Regions from separate parts of the Mus musculus genome. Here regions 2, 3, 4 and 5 are each linked to region 1. The links are chromatin contacts, called in public Hi-C maps. All regions are on one chromosome and are shown on one strand. The core of a region is the stretch at or near the end of the contact, and the rest is flanking DNA. Distances in the headings are between cores, read along the strand shown. Region 1 has its middle 120 kb from the start of 4930449C09Rik. Region 2 has its middle 310 kb from the start of Pvt1. Region 3 has its middle 270 kb from the start of Gm41333. Region 4 has its middle 210 kb from the start of Gm41333. Region 5 has its middle 99 kb from the start of Gm41333.

Region 1 (4,849 bases), core at 1,195-3,694:
TTTCCTGATCCTTGCTCCCCCTAGCCATTGAAATACTAGAGACCTCTGTGGAGTTTTGCTACCACGTGTGGCATTGCCATGCCTTTTACAATCACTCTGTACTTAACCTTTCAGAAACGATGAGCTCAGACAATCCTCCCTCCTTTACGAAGTCTATGTTAGGCACTGTTGCCATTGCGTTGGGAAAGCAATGAATGCTTGGTTACACTGCTCCTTACTTGGGCTCCCCTAACCAAGTGACTTAGTCAATGTTTCTCTCAACATCCTGACAGCTGGAAGGGAGCTATTTAATAATGTCTTCATACCAAGAAAAGGAGATCATTAGGAACCAGTGCATAGCTCAGCATTGGGCATGTCACAGGAGCTCATGATATCTCAATGTTTGGTTGCATTAACTAGTGTACAAAAAGGTAGAAATATGGACCCCTCCCAGTGTGGGGTGGTGTGGGGTGGCTAATATTTCAGGGCTTGGGGAGTGCTGTTGGGCTCAAAATGTGAGTTGGCTGAAGTTTTACGGAGTGATGGAAAGCACTCTGAGCGTGTAGGTTCAAAAAGGTTTGGTGCAACTTTTATGGCTTCGAGTCTAAAACTGGATTCATTTGAAATGAAGTTGGAGAGCGAAGCTATTACTCAATGCTTCATGTATGTATTTGGAAACTGAATGTTCTCTGGCAGGCTCCTTTTCAGCTGTGACACAATCTTTGGATCCTTCCCTGCCTGCCTGCCAGTCCAGCTTCCATGGAGGAGAGCTATTTCTAATAACTGCAGCCAGACTTCAGTTTTCAGTGAAGATTAGCCTCGTTGATTCTTCCAGCTAGTGGGAGATGTGCCCCTGCCTCAGAACCCACAAGCATCTTATGGTTATTTATGGAAAGGCCCGTCTGTCTTAACCGACACTCTGCATCACTTCTGACAGATCCCTTGTGCAACACATGACAAATGACTTGCAATGATGTGCTTGGACGGAAGCATGTAACTTTAAAATTTTCATTGATCACCAACTAACTGCATTTAGAGTCTCACACATTACAAATGAAAGACTTCATGGATATGCTTTTGTCAGTAATACTTAAAATTGACTGGCAGATTGATGAAACATTTGACCCTTTGATTTATCCAAAATTTCAACCCAAATCTACTATCTTGATTCTTGGCTCTAGAAAATGTGGGAGATTATGAGATAGATAGAATTTTTCGCTGGCCTCCAGAAGCAGAAAGTCCATGTGTATAGATAGGTTTTTTTTTTTTATATCAAAACTTAACAAAATTTAAAAAAAGATGGAAAAGAATACATTGAGTGAGGGAAGCTCTAAGAAAAGGGTACCAAAGGTGCAGTGACCACACAGAGAATGAGTAGAAAGGCAACTGCAAATTCACTTTCAGTTTGTTATTACTTAATCCTCAATGTCTACTCAGGGGTGCCATTTTGGGGCATTTCTCATAGTCTCCTAACTATGTAAGATGCATGAGGACAGTGGCTGTGAATATCATGGCATCACTGTCTCCTTGATGCCTAACCACAGCTCATTCAGAATTCACACTTGCTAACTGACTGTGCATACAAGTGTAAACTAACTGTGAATGCAATGGTAAGTGATAGCATGAATATGGACAGGCTATACATTGGTGAAATGTTTAGGATTCTGGCCTACAGACTTGCTTCTGGAAAAGAGATTTTCTTTTTTAGTTTAAATGCCCTGAATTGTATGTAGCCACATTGGCACCTTTCAAAAGGTAAAGGATTCTTAGACTGTAAGCGTATATACAGTCAGAAAAACTTTCTCCAGCCTCACTGGATTTATAGGGTGAGAAGAGTTATGTGAATCTAGGCCAGAGGCCAAAGTTCCTCATTTCTTCCATCACTGGCAAATTAGGGCCTCAACAAGATATGAATACGTCTGACTTATAAAAATCTGCCCTTGAAATACCAACAGCCCAGAGTCTCTGCTTGCTCTGTTTTCTTCCCACAAGGTCCATGGCATCTGGCTGCTTCAGGCACAGGTCAGTCTCTTGATACAGGTACTTCCAGTATTACTCCACAAAGTCTGTCTCTGCTACTTTCTAGCTGTGTGGCCTCAGCTGGCTGGCGTTACCCTTTAGTGACAAGATGAAGCAGTGAGGACTTCTGATGTCCACCTCAGCTTGAGTGTCAAGAAAACTGAGATCTAATTCAGAGAGAAACCTTAGCTGGCATTGTGATTTATTAGTGGACACATCTGCGAGAGGAAATTTCTCCATCCTTCTAGAAAGCGAGTCTCATTTTCACGTTAGAGCACCAAGGGCAGAGGCTGTATTTTTCTCTGCCCCTATGATGCTTGGACAGTCAAACCCTCAACGAATGTCCTTTAGAGAGGGAGCTTTGTCTGTCTTAAGGTGCCAAGGTCTTGTCTACCGAAGACCCTGTAGGGACTGTCTGTCCCCTGGTGTCCTCTAGATGGCAAGCTCAGTCCAACTTTGGAGTAGTCAGTGCCTCAGGCTGGGCAATACCCTGTCACAGAGTCCTTTATTGGGAATCCAGTTTCATCCAACGCACAATCTTCAGAATGGCTTCAAGGCTCTGCAAATTTTAGGTATGCAGGTTGGATTCCTTCCTTTGCAGGGAGATGATGGGTGTGGCTCTATAAATCTCCCACCTCCCTGATAGAGATATCTGGTAAGAGACAGATTGGATGAAAGACATTGATGACAGCCTCATATGGACTTTCTCAGTTAAATCTCACCACAGCCTACAAAATAACTGGTGGAACTATTTTTCCTCTAGCAGTCACATTCATGTACGTGATCAAACAGCTATTTCTGCACAGCTGGCTTGCTATGCCACACTCACAAAGGTGTAAGTCTCTTGCCCCAGACAATTTCTGTCTTCTTAGTGTTTTACTCAAGAAGAGCAAAGGTCAAAAAAAAAAAAATCAAGGGGGACTATGATCATCTTAATTAATTTTTTTTAACATGTGAGATAATATGGAGGGGATAGTCAGCTTGAGTCAGTGGGGCTGCACTAGTCTGAGCAGTGAGGACCAGAGCCTGAAAGTTTTAACAGAATGGGGTTTTATGTGTCAATGGAATTCTGTCTCAGCTTCCAGAGAGTCTGGTTCACAAGACACAGTCCACGGCAGACATTATAGATGCTTTCTGGCTTGCGAAATGCTTGTCTGCAATTTCTCCAGAAGCAGACTACTACTCTCTTTCTCTCTCCCACATAGTTGAGAGTTGGCTCGTCCTTTCTGGAGAAAAGTAACTGGGGAAACCCATCAATCTTATATTTATACCATTCAATATACATTCATATCCATTTAGATCTATTTAACCTTAATTTCTCTTAAAATATTCCTTATACCCTTTTACATATTTTAAATCCATTCTGACAATGTGCATCTTCAGAACATTAGTTTACAATATATATCTTACTTTCTTTTTGTTTCAGTCTATGCTTTTCCTTGATATTTTATCTAATTCTTTCTTTTGCTTCAAGGATTCTGGAATTCTGAGCTCAGGTCCTCCTGTATATGCAGCAAGCATTTTACTCATTGAGCCATTTCTCCAGCCCTTCTATTTGAAAATTGTATTACTTTTTTCTCTTATGAAATTGTTTATTTTGTTATACATTTTATTTTATGTATGGAATAAAGATACCAATGCTTGGGCCATTTGATAAGCAGGATTTGTAAATTGTTCCCTAAAATTTCTTCTACATATCCATCAAATATATATTCTATGTATAAACCCTCCCTCGTAGTGTAAGCTCTAGTTGTATTGGGGATACCACCCTATAAATGGTTATTCTACTTAACAATCAGGATAAGATAGCTACTTTGTATGGCAAAAATCTTGTATAGCAGACTGAATAGAGATTCTCTTGCTGACTTTGGAGAAATAAGATGTCAATTTGTGAGAGTGCCACATGGAAGGTCAAGGTGTGGTCTCAAAGAGATGAGCAGCCAAGTAGAAGATTGAGCCTTGTAATCTACAACCATGAGCCAGAATGAATTTGGAAGAAGAATCAAACTCCACATAAGGGCCACCCATGCCTCTCAAAATTTTACCCAGAATTGCTCCTGTCTAAAGGAAATACAGGGACAAAGAGTGGAACAGAGACAGAAGTAAAGGCCATCCAGAGACTGCCCTACCTAGAGATCCATCTCATATGTAGCCACCAAACCCAGGCACTATTGCAGATGCCAAGAAGTGCTTGCTGACAGCAGCCTGATATGGTTGTCTCCTGAGAGGCTCTGCCAGAACCTTACTGATACAGATGGGGATGTTTACAGCCAACCATCGAACTGAGCATGGGGACCCTAATGGAGGGGTTAAGGGAAGGACTAAAGGAGCTGAAGGGGTTTGCAACACTATAGGAAGAACAACAATGTCAACCAACCAGACTCCCCAGAGCTCCCAGGAGCTAAACCACCAACCAAAGAGTACACATGGTGGGACCCATGACTTCAGCTGTATATGTAGCAGAGGATGGCCTTATCTGGAATCAATGGGAGGGGAGGCCCTTGGTCCTGTGAAGGTTTGATGCTCCAGGGTAGGGAAATGCTAGAGCAGTGAGGTGGGAGTGGGTGGGTGAGTAGGGGATCACTCTCATAGAAGCAGAGGGGAGGGGGCTGGGGATTAGGGGTTTCCAGAGGGGAAATTGGGAAGAGGGATAATGTTTACAATGTAAATAAATAAAATAACCAATACAAAATTAAAAGAAAAAAGAAAAAAATTGCACAGCCTCACTGACTTCAGCCTTGTGAGATACTGATCAGAGAACCTAGTTATGCTTCACACAAATTTGTCTTCAGAAGCTATGATATAACTGTTACTCCACATCTGATTCCAGAAGTTTGTTGACTAGGGCATG
Region 2 (4,849 bases), core at 796-3,295, 1.3 Mb after region 1:
ATACTATAAAATAACAGACTGAACCAGATCTATAAACTGATATTCTTATGTGATTTATCAATCATGGTTTTCTAGATTCCAAAAATAAAAAATATAATGCATATACAAGAATCATGAAATAGCTCAAGAAGGGATGAGAACATATCTCAAAATCATACTAGTTCTACCATGGAACGTATGACTATCCATACCAAGTATGATAGTCAACTACAGGGAACTTCATTCTTCACAGTTACAGCTGACAAAGAACTGTCAGGTAGTGTCTATCCAAATGAGTTACGGAATTGTGCTTCCCAAAGCTTTGTGTAGTTCAAGGTCGTAGAGGAATCACAAGCTTGTATAAGATTTTTCCATTGTCTTTCTCTCTTCTCCTACTGCTTTCCTTCAGACTGTTTCCCATATAATTTCCTGGGATCACATTTCCAAGGGAACTAGCCCCCTCAGCCTCCTCTATTCATTGTACATATTGTAGCTGTCTTCAGGAGTTATATCATAAGTCACTGTCTATATATCTCACTACCATAGATAGCTCTGAGCCCTTGAGAGCAGCAAACATCTCTCACTAATCCCACAACAAGGCTTGATTCAAAATATCACTAAAGACGAGTTTGTCAAGTCAAATTATACTACCTTGCACCCAGACCTCCTTTCCTTATGTACAATTCATCTTCAAAAGGTTCCTGTGTCTTTTCTTCCAGAAACACTGGCTGTCACAATCTATTTAAAGACTCAAGAAACTCTGCTCAAGAAGTATATATTTCTCACTCAATTTCCAACCACACATAAGTCATCAGGACATTCTGTCCCTTATGGTTATTTAGGGACCCTTGTTGCCCTCCATTACTTTGGAGTTCAGGGCTATGGTATTTTTCACTAGACAGGGCAAAGGATTAAGGGGAACATGAGAACTTCTTGCCCCTTGTGTGGCAGACCTGGGAATCATGGTTACTAGTTTTGTCCACTTCACACCAATTGAGGATGACTTGTAACTAAAGATGATTTAAAAAAAAAAAGTCCATTCAAGTATGAAATCAGAAAGTGGTGGAAGAGATTCACTCTGTACCCTGCTCATCCCATCCTGGCCTATCTGCGCAATTGCCTATCTGCACAATGATATTTTCCAGGGGGGGAAGGGGTGCACATTCATTTTCTGCATAAAGAATTCAGACACTTTCAAATATCTTGTAAGCAATCATATTCAGGGATTAAAATGCCAATCCCCATGAAGGCCCCAGTGATTCTTCACGTCATGTCCTGAAATAAAGACAAATCCTAAAAATATTTCATGTTTAGCAAACCCTGTAATACTTTCTCATTCTTTGAAAATATTTCTTTAGAGTGCTTCCCCTCATTGATATAGAGATATATATAAATAGATGTGTGATCCTACAAGTAGGTATGTAGGTAAATAGGTAATAGGATGGATGGATGGATAGATAGATAGATAGATAGATAGATAGATAGATAGATAGATAGATAGATACATAGATACATAGATACATAGATAGTTTTTGCCAAAGCCCTTTGGATAGCTGGTTTCATATTAGTAAGACTGAAGGCAAGAACTATAATAATCTGACACAGGAGGTTATTCCTATGCCAATGAATAAAACATGTGAAACCCCAGCAGGGTATCATAATTCACAGAGAAGGTAAAACCAAAGACGTGCCCCCTCCCTTGCTTATTTACATACAATTTCGTAGGAATTGTCAAATGAGGAACTCTACCATGATGGGTGGGGTTTTTAACATGATTGGCCTAGCTGAAACACATAAGGAAGTGAAAGCCAAAGAAAGGAAGAGAACATTGATATTAGGTACAAAACCATGAATGGTCGGGGTTGTTTTGTTTGCTTTCTTTCTTTTTCTTTCTTTTTTTTTTTTAATGAGGATTTCTGCTTTCAACAGTAAATCTCTTCCAATTTAATGAATAGTCATGAAAATGCTCTGCTCAGATCTGCTATGGAGGTAATTGATTAGCTGCATGTCCAGCTGTTGGGGCCCTGTTGAATCCATTGTTATGCTCCTAGCTTCTAACTAAGTGGGGCAATGGAGACTGTAGTTCAGGCGAGTCTCTACTATGGAGAGTTGCTTTAATGGGTAATTCTATCATGAGTAGTCCCAGTAGTTTAGTTGAATACTGAAAAATAGTCTGAATCATGTTCTACCTAATTTCCTTTCTTCTTCCTCTCCTTGCACAGCTGGGAGACCTTCATGCGGTATGAAGACTCTCTCTGCCTTCTCTTACTTCCTCCCTATTTTCCTTCACAGGTGTTTCCTCAAACAAATCTTCTCTTGTGTGTTTCTCAGAGAAGCCAACATTGTACCTTCTATTCAGATTTTCAAGTGACCAGAGGGAGAGCTTTTGGGGGGCCTATTCTTACACTTAGTGTGAAGTTTATTCAGAAGGGGCAAAGCACTGATCAGAGAAGACTAAGTGTTCTCCTCGTCACACACAGAACATCTTGCTTTAGGGGGAGGAGGGGGGGAAGGAGGAATTCAACTTATACACCAGAGAAACTGTAATCATTGATAAAATAAAATCATTTATTCTTTTACAACACAAGATGGATCTAAATGGTATGGATAGATATTAGCTCATTGTAGAGATCAGAACTGAACTTCACAATGATGAGGCAACTTCCTTTGAAGAGCCAAGTTTTAGCAAACAGAAATGGTAAACACTAATAGGACCCGCTCCTGGTCTTAGAAGTTCTCCACACGCTCTCTTACATAATACTATATTTCACATCTGAGACAGAGTCAATCCAGGCATGACCTGATCAGTCAATTCAGTCCAAAGAAACTTACTTCTGTACGAACAAAGAAATGTCCATGGTGTGGTCATTTTCAAGCCACCCTTAATTGGTAGTCAATGTCACTTTAAAGACATTAGATCTCATCAAGTCTTCCATATAATTCAAGGACCATATGAAGAGTCAAGAAGGTTCTTCACAATGGAAGATGACTGTGGTCAGATGAACTGACACTGGGATATCACACTTCATACTCTGCCTTCCAAAGGCAACTTCAGCTCTCTTTGCAAAACATACCTATTTCAGTGACTAGTTAAGTATTGCACCACCTGAGACTGTTACAATTGTTTTACTTAGCCTTCAATATGTGCCAGAAACCACCCTTAATCATTACCCAACATTACAAATGAAGAAATTAAGGCTCAGAAACATTACGTAACTTGTCCAGTGTGTCATATTAATAAGTGATAAAGAGCAGATCAAACCGAGATCGGACATTTTCTATAGCATTTTCTCCTCTTCATGGAAATTGCCAACATAAGAATGAAAATCCTTTCCTTGTTCTCACAACAGGGATAATAAAATTGATTGGGGAGATGGGCCAGTCAGTAAAGGGCTTGCCTTGAAAATGTGAGTATCTGAATACCATTCCCAGAAACTCAGTTGAAACAGCTAACTGGGGAAGCCAACTTACCTTTTTCCATGCTGGATTTTGTTTGGCTTGAGCTTGTGCAAGTCTTGTACATGCTTGATAGACTGTGGATTCATATGTCCATCTGCACTACTGTGTCTGGAAAATGTAAAGTCTCTCTCTCTCTCTCTCTCTCTCTCTCTCTCTCTCTCTCTCTCTCTCTCTCTCTCCCCTTCTCTATGGGTTTGTCAACCATACTGCAGAGAAAGCTCCATATTCAAAATAGTTGGCCATAATAAATCAGATTTTATTTTGTTAAGAGAAAGAATGAATATGAAATTGGATAAGTAAAGAGACAAAGAGGGATCTGGGTGCAGTTGGGAGAGAGCAAAGAATATGATAAAAATATATTGTACACAAGTCTAAAGAATAAGTAAAACCACAAATGATAAGAGCTATTTTAAAAGCATATTTGTTAAAATAAGAACAACAACAAAACCAGTTTGAGCTGGATAAGTAACATACAACAGTGATGATGGATGTGTTAACATGGCAGGATCTGGAATCACATAGAAGAAAGGCCTCTGAACATGCCTATGAAGGATTATTTGGGTTAGTTTCTAGTTATGTTTATAAGCAATTATGGAGTTTGGGAAAACTGCGGCGAGAAGACCCACTGTGAATGAGATTGCACCATTCCATGAGCCAGTATCTTGAATTGCATACAAAGGAGAACTCTATCTATACATAAGCATTCATTGCCTGCAGTGCCTTATCACACAGTCCTTCCAAACAGCAACTGCCTATGCAAGAAGAGTGTTAATAAAGAAATTGTACTCTGCTTCATGGCCTTCTAGTGATGTCTTGGTATTATCCAACCAGACTTCTCCCTATTTCCTGCCTTCCCCACCCCATCACTAGTGTTATTGCTCATCTCCCAGGCCAACAGAAATGGATGGTCAGTCAGTAGAGCAGAGTCACATGCCAAGGTGAAAAGAAGTGCAGTTTCAAGTTACTGGAAACCAGTGCTCTGCCTCTGCAACCTTTCCACCAGTTGCCTTCCCAAGGGTTTCCCCATTAGTGTATCTATTTTGAGAAGAATGCTACCATTTAAGACATCATCTGACAGAAAGCTAAACCCAGAAACTAGATTAAAATCCTAATTCAAATGATCAATGACTGCATTTTTCTAATTAACAGGATAGGGATAATTATACACATTCCACAGATAACATTGTACCTCTTAAATGAAATAACATTCAGAAAGTGCCGCTTGATGCTTGGTGAATTTCAGTCATTCAATAAAATATGATGCCCTTTACACGTATTTTGGGAAAAAAATAAAAAAGGGAAAATGACTAAACTTTTTTTTTTCCAGCTAAAGCAAACCAATCAGGATATAATTCTCAGCTGAGACTCTTTGAAGGTCTTACTGCCTTCCCTCACAAAGTTTCTCCATAGC
Region 3 (4,849 bases), core at 51-2,550, 1.2 Mb after region 1:
TCTGTCCTTTGCCTTTGGGAGTAAATCAGTATCTTCATTCACTAGTAAAGGATAAAGCACTCATGTGCCTCGTTAACAGCTTCAGACCGGTCAGTTCACGTGCGTTATGACTCAGCATCTGAACCTGACCCTCATAGTCAATGGTCTATTAAACTTTCCTGAGTCCCTGCTAAGTGCCAAACTTCCTATGAGACATAGACATCCACATGTGCACATGTGTGTCTTGCAAATAGCCTATTCGTAAACTCTGGAAAGATAAGCTCTCCATTTTCAAGGAAGGAAGCCAAGGCTTGATATCTCCCAAACTGGCTTAGCTACTAAAGGAGGGAGTTACCAATTGAAACTCTACTATTCTTTCTCCCTCTTTCAGAACCAAGTTACACTGCCACATCAAGTCACCATCATGAAAGCACCCAAGAAAAAGTCCCCAGTAGAGTTCAGGGACCAATGATGTCCTCAGTACTGACAACACAGCCAGGAGAAACTATATGCTTCTCACATTCTGGTTTAGATTTATCTAAGTATCTAACTACATAGTGGATGATTTATTTCAGAATTTCACAGTGTCTAGTTTGTTTTTCATAAAGCCACTTGGAAAATGGCTTACTTTAAAAATATTATTTTTGTCAAGAAAAAAAAATATTTGCTTCCTGCTTACCCACTATTTGGGGTGTTATGCTCAGGTCTCTTGGCAGAAAGAATACTCCAGCATGATCCTTGCCCTTGAAAAGCTGACACTCAGGCCAGGCGGTGGTGGTGCATGTCTTTAATCCCAGCACTTCGGAGGCAGAGGCAGGCAGATATCTGAGTTTGAGGTCAGCTTGGTCTACAAAGTGAGTTCTAGGACAGACAGGACTGTACAGAGGAACCCTGTCTCAAACAAAACAAAACAAAACAAAACAAAACAAAACAAAACAAAAAAACACAAAAGAAAAAAGAAAAAAAGAAAAGAAAAGAAAACCTGACACTCTATTGGATAGAGCAGGGCACAGGGCAAAAGATTACACAATCACAGGTCAGAGGACTGCCACAAAGGAGAAGTCCAGAATGAAATATGTGGGCGTATCAGGGTATATCTCAAGGTCGGGGGTCAAGGAGCCCATTACTGATAAAAAGATACTTAAGAGCAAGCATAAGGATGAGGAAAAGGAAGCATAAGGATTAGCAACTGAAGGGGTGGGTATTCATTCCCAAGGGATGAAACAGCACTTGTGACTTCCCCAAGATAGGAAGAAACGCCACAGCATTTGAGGAACAGAAAGAAGGCTAGTATGGCTGAAGCATAGTGAAATGGAAAGGAAATGAGAGGCAGGGCAACGGGAGGATGGCATGGTGTTAAAAAGGAGGAGCCTGGGTTGGCTCAACACTCTCCTGTCCAAATACAGCCCAAGGCTCACTCTGGCATCTGATATGTACCAAAGCTAACTTGGAACCAGTAAAAGTTTACTTAATTGAATTGTCTCAGTTGTCTTCTGATAACTTCTTTCTCTTCCCCAAAATCATCTTATTTTCTAAGGAGCAGAGAAGTGGAGAGTGGGAATCTATCTCCTTCCAAACTGGATGGATTGCTTAGACCTCTGTGTATTTGTGCCTAGAAGAAAATATACTGACCAAAAAAAAAAAAAAGAAAACCAACTAACTTCATTCTCTCTCTCTCTCTCTCTCTCTCTCTCTCTCTCTCTCTCTCTCTCTCTCTCTCTCTCTCTCTCGGAGAATACAAGTTAAGAAGTCTCATTTATGGATGAGACGTAATGGGTCTGGACCTAACATTTATCAGCTATGCTTCACCGTCTTTCCTCTCTGAAACAAGAAGGGTACATCAATCATGCACAGGTAGCTGATTGCTGTAACAAACATCATAAAAGCAAATCACTTGCTACTATAATGTCTGAAGTTTCTATTCCTAAATTGGTGGCTAGCTTTTGTCCACACAGTGAATAGGGAATTTCCTTTCCTCCCAAGTCTATGCTCATCAGACTGGCAGAACAACACAAATGCCAGCCCAGGCTACTATACCCAGCAAAATTCTCGATTACCATAGATGGAGAAACCAAAGTATTCCATGACAAAACCAAACTCACACAATGTCTTTCGACAAATCCAGCCTTTCAAAGGCAGATCACATAAAAGCAAACAGAAGTATGTATAGCCTGGGTTTGAAAGTGAAAATAGCTTTTCCCTTAGAGTTGATTCCACAATCACACCTAAGTACAAGGATGTCTATAGAGTGCCTGTGAAGAAGAAGGAGGAGGAGGAGGAGGAGGAGGAGGAGGAGGAGGAGGAGGAGGAGGAGGAGGAGGAGGAAGAAGAAGAAGAAGAAGAAGAAGAAGAAGAAGAAGAAGAAGAAGAAGAAGAAGAAGAAGAAGAAGAAGAAGAAGAAGAAGAAGAAGAAACAACCATAAGTGGCTAATCAGCCATCTTGAATACTACACAAAAATAATAGAAAGACATTGCCAGTAAATCAGCTTGCTTTCCCTTTACAAAACCTTATCCTCTCAGTACAGGAATGGCAATGGCAATGGATAAGACAGCATCTTCCAGCCCATCTAGAAATTCCTGCAAGCATTATAGGACGCTTGCTCCTCTACCAACAGTCACCTAATCATTCAGTCTGTTTATCTTCCTTCCTGAAAGTATCTAAAAATCCTTCCATTATTATGGTTATTGTCACTGTCATCTATTTTCTCTCATCTGAGCCACTCAAGTGTGTTTACATTGCCTACAACCACAGTGGCTCCCTTCCATCAGTCTTCACCTCCTTCCTCACCTCCACCTCCAGACTACCCTCCCTAGAGCTTCCATTGGTTGGCTCTTCCCAACAGATGCCCAATTCAGTGGGCACTGGACTACTTCAAATTCAATTTGGCTCATTTCAGCCTTCGGGATAAAGTCCAAAATCTTTCATGTGACAACTTCCAGAACCTGGCCTTCCTCCCACACATCCTTCCTGAAGTCTCCTTTTGTACCTTGTGCTCCAACAATGCAAAATTCTTTATGGTTTCCCATATTTACTGTCATGGTGCATTTTCTCTTGTATAACATCCTCCATAGATCCTTTTGACACTCTAAATCCACAGTGCTCAACCTGAGGGTTATGACCCCTTTGAGGGTTGAATGCCTCTTTCACAGGGATTAACTATGACCATCTTTCATATCAGATATTTATATCATGATTCATAAAAGAAGCAAAATTAAAGTTCTGAAGTAGCAACAAAAATAGCTTTATGGTTTATGTTCATAACATGAGGAACGGTATGAAAGGGGCTCAGGATTAGGAAGGTTGAGAATACTGTTCTAAGGACATGTATGGTGTTGAATTGTATCTCAGGGATCTCCAACTCATGGTAGCCGCCCATCCCCCATTCTCATCCTGTTCCCAAATTTCCCTGACAATCAATCAACCAGCATATTGTCACTATAGTATGTTCTCTATGTTTCATCCATTTACCTCATGTTTCCTAAAGCTCAAGCAAGAAGATAATATTAAAGAACTGAAGGACATTCTAGAGGTTTGGAGATTGAGCTTGTGATTTATGGTTTGAGGAAGAGGGATTGACCTAATAAAATCAATGTGGCATGAGATGACTTTTCAGGGAAGACCAATAAACAAGTTCTGGAAAAGCCTGATGGATGGATATGAGACAAGTAACATAGAGAAAACAGTGGGTATGATTGCATCAGCATCCACAGAGTTTCAACTCGGTGAGAGTAGCTGAGCCACTTGGGCAAATCACTACTCTGAGCTTCCCTGTACTTGAAAACAAACTCAAAATAATAAGTTGTTCTGGACAATCTCAGCCAGTCAATGTAAAGACATAGCAAAATTATGAAAGCTAATATGCTTTATAAATTCCAGTGGAGTTAGTTCGTATGGTTAGTATTTAAATTGAAAGTTAAGCTGTAACAAGATAGGTTCACAAGACCCCCAGTGTCAAGCCAAGTTCCTCCTGAAGTCAGGATGAGTCCTAGAAGCCCTCTGTACTGCCAAGTGCCATTGGAGCCTAAGAATGTCCCAGGTCCCATGTTACCTGAAAGCTAGTTTGTAGTATTAGAAAGGTTATCAGGTGGAAGAAAGCTGAGATTAACTCTACTGGACTTTCTATCCATTATCAGGAGACAAATAGTGGCTTAAAACAGGGAAAACCTTTCAAACTTCCAAAAGTATACAAAAGCTGCTGAAAGCTGAGACTGTGGGTTTGCCGTGAACTCCAAAAAGATGGAGAACATGAGTCCCAAGACAGAATGCTATCACTGTAGACCCCATGTATGAGAGTAGTTTGTACTGGTTGATTTCTGAGCAATTTTCCAATTCTAAGATTAAGTTATCCATACTTCCTACAAACACTTTTCTCAATGTATGTATTCCTTTGATTATAATGATCAAAGTTGTGACATAAACTAGTGTAGTAAGGGCTGTCTTAGTCTATTTGACACTGTTATAATAGAAACCTGGGAATTTTATGAAGTAAAGAGAATTTTAAGTGGCTCATGATCTAGAAGGTCCAAATAGCTTGACATTATCATTTTGATGTTGTCCTGTTCAGTTGGCTGTGAGTACGGGAACTCATCCTTTTATAGCAGCCAATTACAATCCTAGACTCTACAGAGGTCACCACATATCATCTTTACACAAACCCCAACATACTAAGTCATTGCGTGTATAGTTTTTACAGACAAGGAGACTAGGCATCATCATTCTTCAAGTTGGGAGATCAGTGCTATAGACAAGGTTCCACTGCAGAACTCTGCCTGCTAGCTCAATGTCATGCAGCATTCAATGTTTCTTTTCAGAAATCAGGTTTCCTAACACAAATGTGAGGACCTGTCCTGACCCTTGGTATTTCTGTAC
Region 4 (4,849 bases), core at 1,535-4,034, 1.1 Mb after region 1:
TGCCTTCAAAAGCAAGGATGACTTTTTATTGATAATTAATGACTCTGCATTTGGAAACTTCTGACCCCATAGTACATGATCAATAAATGGTAACAACTTTTAAAAAGCACATGCCTCTTACTCCTCTCAAATCTGGGGTTGAATGAACTATTGTGGTGTGTGCTGAGCTCAGATGGTCTGGGTACATTAGCTTCTGATGCATCATGATGCCAACTGGAAACTGGGGCATCTAGGGCATCTCAGTTAGAATGACTAGGTGGGGAGGGGGTCTATATGTCTTTTCAATAATGATGGAATCCCCTGAAGAAAAATGGATTAATAAGAGAGCACTTAATTTGTTTAATAGCACCAAGAGATATCCTGAGAAAACCACTCTGGCAGACAGGTCCATGTGAATACAGAGGAGAAAAAAAAAAAAAAAAAAGATGTGTGTCCTGATCCCTCTTGTGTGTTCTGTAGCATTTATACAACCCTTCTTGGGGTAACTTGGTGATATGTATTAAAATGCAACCTGAATGGGGATAAAGCTCGGGTAGTCGAGCATTCGCCTAGCATACATAAAGCCCGAATAAGAAAGCATAAATTGCGTATAGTGGCACAGACTTGTAATTCCTGCATTGAGAAGTACAGACAGGAGGGTCAGGGATTCAAGGTCATCCTCAGCCACAATGTACGTTTAATGCCAACCTGGAGTACACGAGACCCTGTCTTAAAGCTAAAGGGAAACATGACAGGAAAGAGGAAGGTCACGTGACTGGAGAAATGGCTCAGTGGTTAAGGGTGCTGAACCTGTGTTCAGTTCCCAGCACCCACGTAGGGAAGCTCACAAAGTCTTGTACCTCCAGTTCCAGAAGACCTAACACCCTCTCCTTGTCTCCATAGACACATGAACACACACACAGAGAAAGAGAGAGAAACATACATACAAATAAATGATAAATCATTTTAAAAGGACGTGGACAGAGATGGCGATATCCAAGGTAGGCGGCTTCCTTATTCCCCTCTTCCAGCCTTGTCCTGTGCCCATCCAAGGGCCACCTGGCAGCTGAGAAGGAGCCACAAGTCGTAAGTGTACCCTACTTCGTAGACGCAGGTGAGAAGAAAATATGGATCTTTTAAACACTGAGTCAAATCCAGAGAGATGGAGCCAACTGCAGCTTGGGCTGACCGCAGCCTCTCACCTAGATGGAAATTAGAGGTGAACATAAAGGCAGAGGCAGCCTCTCCAGCAAGAAAAACAGACAGAGAAAACTTGCTGAGCATCAAGGACAGATCGTATCCAAACCATTAAGTGGGCAGGTAATACGATGTTCAAACATAACTGGATTTCTTAGCTTCAATCACTGCAATCTCTCTAGGGTGGGAAAAAAAAAAAAAAAAGAGCCTGTGTTTTTTTCCTTATCTGTTCCCATGTCTGGGTTGTCAGAGTTAGCAGTGAGCTCTGCAGCCTGGAATATGTTCTCCATTGTGCTCTTTCTGTGAAGAAAATTACAATGTGAAAAGGAAGGGGGTGGAGAGGAACATTACATTCTAAACAGTCTCGGGGAGATAATTGCAAAGTCTCCTTGGCGCTCTCCTCCTTCCCCCTCCCTCCCTGCCTCCTCCAACTGTTCTTCTGCCTCTAGGCCCTGGCACTAGGCCTGCCTTACAACTGTGACTGCAGATAGACCAGGATGCTGGGTCAGCTGGGGCTTCCCCACAGTGAGTGGGCCAGCTGCTTTCTATCTTCCCTGGGCAGCGTGGCATCCACACATTACTGCCAATGAGGGTCACTCAGAGACTTTTGTAAGAGGAAGGATGGTCAGTAAATGTTCTTTTTCTCGGTTTTCTCGGTCGTTTGGGTTATTTATCCTCGGCAGGGCATGATTTGATTCAAATGTGATAATTTCAGGATCTCCGGAGCCACATTCATCACTGTAGATCAAGTCTCCCCTACAGGGTTCAAACGCTGCTCAAGCACTGGGATTCCCAGTTTCATTTAGGACCCTTAAGCATCCTAGGAGGTGTTCTAATCTTGATCTCCATGTGAGAGACTGGACACTGAATCTTTGTGAGTTCAAGTTACTATCTGTTAGTTTGCTTTCTGTTACTGAGATGGAACACCATAACCAAAAAACATCTTAGGGTAGGAAAAGGTTTATCTAATCTTAGAGTTTACAGTCTCATGAAAGGAAGTTGGGGCAAGAACTCAAGACAGGAACCTAGAAGCAAGAATTGAAGCACGGGTCTTAGAGGAATGAATGATGTTTATTGGCTTACTCCTCATGGCTTGCCAAGACTGCTTTCTTGTACCACTCACGACCACATATCTGGGGTTAGCACTGCCCACAGTTGGTTGGACCCTCCCACACCAATCATTAATCAAGAAAACGCCCCACAGACTTGCCTACAGGTCAATCTGAGGGAAGCATTTTCTCAATTGAGGTTCCTCTTCATAGTCAATTCTAATTTGTGTCCAGCGAAGCAGCACAAGTTCCACACTCGAGTTCACAGGCTATTAAGTGATGGATCCAAGGTCTTGGGCCAGATCTTGCTCATTTCTGCCCTAATGCACCTGTTTTCTAGAACTGATGACGGTGGTAGGAGTCCTCAATGTCTTTGGATACTCATACCAAGAGAGAAAAGTTGACTAAGCTATTTTTAGAAGAGAACTGGTCTCCTGATGAATGAGATGCTCTAAGGAAGTGGAAATGATCCATGCCCGAGAGCATCCATGAAGACCTTTGCATTTCAAACATGGTGGGAACAAAGCCTGCCAAGCCACTAACAGGTGCTAGAACCCCTACTTATTATGATTATCCCCTCCTCCCCTGTACACAGCTTGGAAGAAACCACAACAAAGAAAAGGGGAGGAGTAGAGGTAGGGAAGAGAAAAAAAAAGAAGAAAGGGGCTGGGGAGGTAGCTCAGCCACTGAAAGCATCAGAAACTGACTTCAGTCTCTACGGTTTGGATATGAAGCTGGGCGTGGTGGCCCAGGCTTATAGTCCTGTAGAAGAATAGACAATAGCATACTTGGGGCTCATTTCGGGACAGTATAACCTAAACAGTGACTTCCCTAGTCCTAGTGAGAGGCCTTGTCTCAAAATACAAGGTTAGCAGTTCTTGAGGGATAATAACCAAGGTGAACTAATACTTCCATATGCACACACAGAGATATACACAGACATACCTACACAAACAAAAACATGCACACATATAATATACATACTATACACACATAAGCATAAATGTACACACAAGAACATATACACACATGAACATGTGTGTGTGTGTGTACGTGTGTGAAAATATACACCCATAACTGAAAGAAAAAGTAATAATGTTTTCTTTCCAGATTTTAAGTGTACCTGCTAGATTTATTGGGTCTGTATGTCCCTATCTACTATAAGCTGAGGCTTACAGATATTAAATCTCTAAAAATCTGCAGGTTAGAATGTTTTCCATCCTCCACATCAGCAGTTCTCTCGGTTAGTCCTGGACTTGCAGTGTTAGCATGACTTGGGAACATGTGACTCATGCAGATGTCCAGTTTCCATCCCAGAGCTACTAAAATCTGAAGCCTGGGTAGTATGATCCAGCACTCCAGGCTGGCCTTGAATTCTAGGCGCTCTCAGCTGGGTAAGTGCTAGGAGTACAGGTGTCTGCCACCATCTGTGGCATCTCTCCATGATTCAATGCATTTAAATAGTGAAAGCCACTGCTCTGAGGTGCTTTGTAATGAGTAGTTAATTAAAAAAAAAATTGTTGATTAGTGCACTTAAAACATTTGTTGCTTCAACTAGAGACTATTCTGAAAGCAATTTTATTTTGACCTTGGACCAATCAGTTGGAAAAGGGAGAAGCCAGCAAACTTATGGAAATCTAATCAGCCATGTGAAGTATGATAATGCTGGCATTTGGTACCTGGCACAAAACAGCAGGTTGCTGCTTTACGTACAAAGGTGTGACTGGCAAAGGAGTTACCAAGTCTCACTGCTTCCTTTTCTTACTGCTTCCTGCTGAGGCTTAGAAGGAGGGGTCCTCTCCAGCTGTCAAGGTACAGTGGGCTGGCCATGCTAGAGGTATCCTTGTCCAAAGGTCGTCTCTATCCCTACAAGAAACAACACAAGTTTCCTCAGCGGGGAGGTGACTTAGTAATGGATACCAGAACACAGTGGGAAGGGGAGAGACAGTCGATGTCATTTCTGTCATAACCCAACATGTAAGTTGACTGACTACAGTCAACTTTTAGCAGATGCTAAAGCAGGTTTTAAAATGACTGGTCTTCCTGGCTGCTTGCGCTGGTTGTCACACAAAGGGAAAAAAATACTGGGGGGAGGGGGGAAACAAAGATTAACTTTAGAGTAATTTTTCTTTTGTACTATCTCTTTTTAAACGCTGTAGGGTTTTGTTTTTGTCTTCTCTTCTTCTGCAGAAAAATGAGAATATTATAAAAGCACCTCTTAGGACCAGGGAAATGCCTCAGTGCTTGTTGTATGAGTACATGAATTTGAACCCCCAGAACCCATGGGAGAGTTGAGCACAAAAGCCTGTCTGTCATCCCAGTACTCATATGCCAAACTCAGAGGCAAGGACAGGATGACCACCAGAAACCTGTGAGCCAGCCCCACTTGGCTGTCATATATAGCCGTGAACACAGTGTGATCCATCTCAAACAAGGTACAAAGTGAGGACAAATCCTGAAGTTATTTGACCTTCTCATGTGTGCCATAGAATGAATACACACACACACAAACACACACATATACAGCAAGTCAGCTAATCTAGCCTGAAACAGCTTGTTGTGGGTTCATTGATCGATGTCCTATATCTGAGTTTGCTAATAGAAAGAACACCCTCTATACTGGC
Region 5 (4,849 bases), core at 1,470-3,969, 1.0 Mb after region 1:
ATCTTTCTCTCATGCCCTTAGTTTATGTTTTCTAGTTCACAACTTCTTTTTGAAACTTCAGGTTTCCAACCTTGGGGCTGGATAATCAATTCTCCAAATCCGAAGCAAAGCCTGAGTTGTACTCCTGCAGTACTACGGAGTCCCCAGCTGATTCAGCAGGGTGCCTGGATGTCTCCTCAGGCTGATTTAGGCCATCTCCAGCACCAAGAGCATCGATCCATACAAAATTAGCAGGAGCGTCTGCTCCTCGCTTGCCGTTTGCTTACAGAGGGAATTCAAGCCTCATTTGGATCTGTGCCTGCCTGCGGGCTGCATGCCAGTCCCTGGTATTGAAGGCCTGTATGTTCCTCTCACCTGGTGTGCAGACTATTTCAGGACACTGCAGCAGCCACTGCTGCTCATCTGCTCTGACATGTTTTCCCTGGGTTAGGGACAAGGATTTCTGGTTAAGAGGTCCTTGGAATATGTAGCAGAGGATGACCTTGTCTGGCATCAATGGGAGGAGAGGCCCTTGGTCCTGTGAAGGCTCGATGCCTCAGTGTAGAAGAACGCTAGGGTGGGGAGGGGTTGTGGGTAGGTGGGTGGGAGAGCACCCTCATAGAAGCAGGAGAGGATGGATGGGATAGGGGGTTTGTAGAGAAGAACCGGGAAAGGGGATAACATTTGAAATATAAAGAAATAAAATATTCAATAAAAAGTATATTTTTAAAAGTATATTTAAATAAGAGGTCTTTTCACGTTTCTTTACAATCTTCCTACTGGCTTCCTTTCTTTATCTGTTGAAGTTAAGGGACTATCATGGTTTTTGCCCTCACACAGTTTCAACTGACTACGTTCCCCACCTACCCTACTCCATCCTGGAGTTGCTATTGTGTTAGTGGAGAGAAAATACATAACTAGATATTAAGAACTGAAACACTGTACTTTATGGTTAATATCCACTTACACATAAGTACATATCACACATGTCTTTATGGGTCTGGATTACTTCACTCAGGACGATATTTTCTAGTTCTATCCATTTGCCTGTGAGTTTCATGAAGTCCTTGTTTTGAATGGCTGAATAGTGAGTATTTGGTTGTCTCCTGAGAGGCTTGACCCAGCAGCTAATGGAAACAGACCCAGAGCCAAACATCAGGTGGAGCACAAGGTGTCTTGTGGAAAAGGGGAGATAGAATTGAACAAGCCAGAGTGGTCAAGGACACCACAGAAGATCTATATACTCAATTAAACTGAGCCAATGGCGGCTCACAGAGACTGAACCACTAACCAGGGAACATGCAGGGACTGAACATAGGCCCCCTATGCGTTTGTAGCAGATGTGTAACTTGGTCTTCATGTGGTCCCCCAACAATTGAAACAGAAGCTATCTCTGACTTTGTTGCCTGCCACTGTATCCCACTCCCCTAAATGGTCTGCCTGACTGGGCTTCAGTGAGAGAGAATATGCTTAGTTCCTCATGGGACTGGATGTCCCAGGGCAGGGAAGTACCCAAAGGTGGCTTCCCCTTCTCTAAGAAGAAGGGGGGGGGGGGGGTAAAGAGGAGAGAAATTTCTAAGAGCAGGACTGGGAGGAAACAGGGGACAGGCTAGGATTGGGATGTACAGTGAACAGATAAATTAATGGGAAAAAAACAGAACTGAAGCACTTCATTGTGGATCCAAAGGAAAGAAGGGTCAGTTGTAGTTAGAGGAGTGGGCCTGATGGGTGTTCCAAGAAGGTTCCTTATATAAGATGAGCATACAGAAGTTTGCCAGAGAAAATATAGCAGAGAGGACATTTCAGGCAGGGATAAACCTTGTGTGACAGGACTGAAAGATTCCAAGCAGCACAGAGTCCTGATGCTAATTACACTCAAAGAGGATGCATCGCAAAGAAAAGACAGGACTAGGGAAGCTCAGGACAGAAAATAATGAGTTGATTTGAACTCTTATTCGTTTATCAACATTGAGCTGTGTGGTTGGGACAGGAGCAAAACTGATTTGGGGGACAGGAAAAGCAATTGAAAAGTGTGTGTGGGGGAGCAGTTTAATAATTCAGTAAATATAGATTAGCTCATTTGCTGCAGATCCTCCACCAAGCTAAAGTGCAAAATAAGCCTGGTCCCACATGCTTAGATCCCCTTCCTCAAGGAGGGATGACTGAGAGTAAACAAGCATAGTAATAAACATAATTTAAATGAAGGGGTTTAGGGAGGAGGTGTTGCTGGCCTTTAAAACCATTCGGTGCAAGAGCTAAGCGTATCTGCAGTAAGTCAGAAGTGAGATACATTGTTTTCTCATAGATAATTGAGTGTCCAAAGAATCTAGTGATTCAGACAGTATCGGTCACAATTTACTGGGGCAGGCAGGAAGGAGAAGGGTAGAGAGCCAACACTTTTGCTTCATGTGAAATCACCCAGTGAAGAAGAGCGTCAGGATGAAAGGCAGAACGAACGGGAGATTCCCAAAAGATGTCTTTGCTCACTCGTCATGCCAGCTACTTGCCCTTTACCTGGAAGACTCGGGTTTCATCAAAGAGTGTTTTAGCCTTTCATCCCCTTCTCTCCCAGGCTAAACTGGTTTGTTGAACTTTATTGGCCTGAGCTGTGCAGCGGGGTGACATTACAGCAGGGATGGAAACTTGCTCTTCCTTGCATCAGAAAAGCACAGCACATCTTGGCAATGAGCTGTCTGTGTGGACGGTGACTCAGCTCCAGCATCTCTCAGTGATGCTTTAAAACAGGGGCAGGGTAGCTTTAACAAGGTCTCAAGCCAGTCACCCTTCAGCAAGCTACTGAGCACAAGGAAGCAGTTGAGCTGACAATGCTGGCTCTCTCCGAAGTGAAAGAGCACAGCCCATCCATGGAGTGAAAAAGCAGGACCTGCAGGTCCGGGCAACACTTGATATGCTGGTCAAGAGCAGTGTGAGCAGCATTTGTGCCTCTCACCTGGACAGTGGCCCTGAGAGCAGGCATGTGACTGGCTGACTCACTCTACCCCAGCACAAACCAACCAGGAGGCAATGCTTGTGAGCTGAGAAGACAGAGGGTTTGTGAACTGCAATGAGTTTTACCATTGCCTCCTGTGGAAACAAATGGGCTTGAGAGCCAACTGATTAACTCAATAGTTCAGTCCAGTTCCTCAGCAGCCACATAGACAGAACCTATCTGCATCTATGTTCAGAAAATCAAGGCAGGGGTAAGAAGATAGTCTTGCTTGTCAGAGGTCCTTTTCTATGAACCTAGTATGTGGCTGATGTCATCTGGTATATTGCTCGTGACTTACACGTGATTGTGACATCTCACCCATAAGGTGTTTGTATGAATCATGAAATAATAGGTGGAGAGCTCAGCACTACAGACCTGTTATTGTTATAATTGTTATTACTGTAAGTTTTATCTCCTATTACATAGGTCAAAGCCTGTAGGTAGGGAACGTTTGGCAGGGCTGTAACCTAGCTCTGTCCAGTCCCCCAGTTCTTGGCCTCAATCAAGTGAAAACACTGCTTTCTTGTCTCTCCCCTTTTCTCCAGAGGTTGGATGAAATCTCTGGAGAAATGAATACAAAAGGAAAAAAAAAACAATAATTTAGTCCAGTGATTCTTAAAATGTTAATGAATTAAAATAATGCATCCATAAGAAAATATTTTATAAATACTCAAGAAATATTTATATAGCCTTCATCTTACTTTTATGGGAACTTATTTTAAAAACAGACGTACCTTTTTTTTCCTGCTCAATTTGGAATATCCCAAATACATGCAGAACTCACTGCCATGCCAGTGCAGGTAACAAGCATCAATAACACACTAAGTTCTGTTGATGTATGCTAGGTTTCAGATACAACCGCCAGCCTCTTGCATGCACTGTCTCTTTAGCACTTAGAATAATTCCTTGTGACAGGAATTATTAATCCAGTTGTACAGAGATACAGGAGCTCAGCCACATCTGGTAATTTGGCCAAAATTACATAACTGAAAAGAAGAATAGAGCTAAGAAGCAAGCTCAGGGCTGAGTGAGACACATACCTCCTCGACCACTCGAGCTGGTTCCTGGATGGTTGCTCTTGAACTCTCTGCATTCAAATATGAAGCAAGCTAGTCTGACTAGATGCGTTTAGTAGGAACAGGAGTCCCACCCGCCAGCGTTAGCAAGTAGATGTTTCCAGCTGCAATCAGAGAAACTCCATTTGATCCTTGAAATGATATTTTGTATAGGTTCCTATTCTACCATTTCTATCCCTTGGTAAAGGAAGAGCGTGTCTCTCAGCAGAGGCTTCTCCATCTCTTCCTCCTGAGGCCACTTGGGCAGTTGTCGCTGACAGCAGGCTAACTCCCTCTGTTCTTCAGTCACATGCCACTTTCCTAAAAGCTGAAAACCTTCTCCTTTACCAGAGCATGTTTAGATATCCTTGTCAAAGAGTAAAATAACAATGCCCTGCCATTTTGCCTTTTCCTTCCAAGGTGTTTGAAGGGATCCAAATCAAACACAGATTGGTTTGAGGTCATGGAAGGAGCAAGCCCAAGGGCAATCTACTGTTAACTCACTGCTCACGTCTTACTCCAAAGCACAACAGAAACAGCTTCCATCCGGAGTAGTACTGGCCTGCAGATAGCTGCAGGGGGAGAGACCTGTCTTCTTTTGCTGTGTCACTGTACTTCTGGGTAAACAAGGATCTCCTCTCTTTCCATCCCGAAAGGCCTATCAGACCTTCCCACGTCATTTTCTGGTCCCTTCTCCTTTATCTCACTACATGCTATGCTTCATTTCTCCAAAGTAGTTTTCACCACTCAACCCCACTGTCTCCACAGAGAAACTCAGACTTCAAGGACCAAGATGGAGCTCTCGTTGATCAACATCTCCTAACAC

Evidence for each region. A called contact is a pair of places that touch in the nucleus more often than the background predicts.
Region 2: a contact with region 1 is called in a Hi-C map of bone marrow-derived macrophages, with 11 read pairs. The contact joins two enhancer-like sites. A contact is called at or near these places in 1 of 15 datasets of contacts at CTCF or cohesin (large pre-B cells) and 2 of 484 Hi-C or Micro-C datasets (the G1E-ER4 cell line and bone marrow-derived macrophages).
Region 3: a Hi-C map of the N1E-115 cell line shows a contact between it and region 1, with 15 times the contacts expected there. The contact joins two enhancer-like sites. A contact is called at or near these places in 4 of 484 Hi-C or Micro-C datasets (the N1E-115 cell line, bone marrow-derived macrophages, macrophages and 1 more) and 2 of 115 datasets of contacts at active chromatin or transcription factors (T-cell acute lymphoblastic leukemia and acute myeloid leukemia).
Region 4: a Hi-C map of the N1E-115 cell line shows a contact between it and region 1, with 9 times the contacts expected there. The contact joins two enhancer-like sites. A contact is called at or near these places in 1 of 15 datasets of contacts at CTCF or cohesin (pro-B cells), 2 of 484 Hi-C or Micro-C datasets (the N1E-115 cell line and myocytes) and 3 of 115 datasets of contacts at active chromatin or transcription factors (T-cell acute lymphoblastic leukemia, acute myeloid leukemia and embryonic stem cells).
Region 5: a Hi-C map of the N1E-115 cell line shows a contact between it and region 1, with 6 times the contacts expected there. The contact joins two enhancer-like sites. A contact is called at or near these places in 1 of 15 datasets of contacts at CTCF or cohesin (large pre-B cells), 2 of 484 Hi-C or Micro-C datasets (the N1E-115 cell line and nephron progenitors) and 3 of 115 datasets of contacts at active chromatin or transcription factors (acute myeloid leukemia, embryonic fibroblasts and large pre-B cells).

Annotation. Positions count from the first base shown.
Region 1 is chr15:63,599,341-63,604,189 of GRCm38.p6, reverse strand. No RefSeq gene overlaps it. Among named protein-coding and RNA genes, the nearest start is that of 4930449C09Rik, 120 kb to the left of the region's middle. Within about 2 kb of position 2,444, at least 38 of the 459 cell types and tissues checked have an H3K27ac peak or open chromatin away from gene starts, as enhancers often do. A contact at or near this core is called in the N1E-115 cell line, T-cell acute lymphoblastic leukemia and bone marrow-derived macrophages, where this site is marked.
Region 2 is chr15:62,348,462-62,353,310 of GRCm38.p6, reverse strand. No RefSeq gene overlaps it. Among named protein-coding and RNA genes, the nearest start is that of Pvt1, 310 kb to the right of the region's middle. Within about 2 kb of position 2,045, at least 24 of the 459 cell types and tissues checked have an H3K27ac peak or open chromatin away from gene starts, as enhancers often do. A contact at or near this core is called in bone marrow-derived macrophages, where this site is marked.
Region 3 is chr15:62,397,597-62,402,445 of GRCm38.p6, reverse strand. No RefSeq gene overlaps it. Among named protein-coding and RNA genes, the nearest start is that of Gm41333, 270 kb to the left of the region's middle. Within about 2 kb of position 1,300, at least 23 of the 459 cell types and tissues checked have an H3K27ac peak or open chromatin away from gene starts, as enhancers often do. A contact at or near this core is called in the N1E-115 cell line and bone marrow-derived macrophages, where this site is marked.
Region 4 is chr15:62,459,601-62,464,449 of GRCm38.p6, reverse strand. No RefSeq gene overlaps it. Among named protein-coding and RNA genes, the nearest start is that of Gm41333, 210 kb to the left of the region's middle. Within about 2 kb of position 2,784, at least 71 of the 459 cell types and tissues checked have an H3K27ac peak or open chromatin away from gene starts, as enhancers often do. A contact at or near this core is called in the N1E-115 cell line and T-cell acute lymphoblastic leukemia, where this site is marked.
Region 5 is chr15:62,567,396-62,572,244 of GRCm38.p6, reverse strand. No RefSeq gene overlaps it. Among named protein-coding and RNA genes, the nearest start is that of Gm41333, 99 kb to the left of the region's middle. Within about 2 kb of position 2,719, at least 71 of the 459 cell types and tissues checked have an H3K27ac peak or open chromatin away from gene starts, as enhancers often do. A contact at or near this core is called in the N1E-115 cell line, where this site is marked.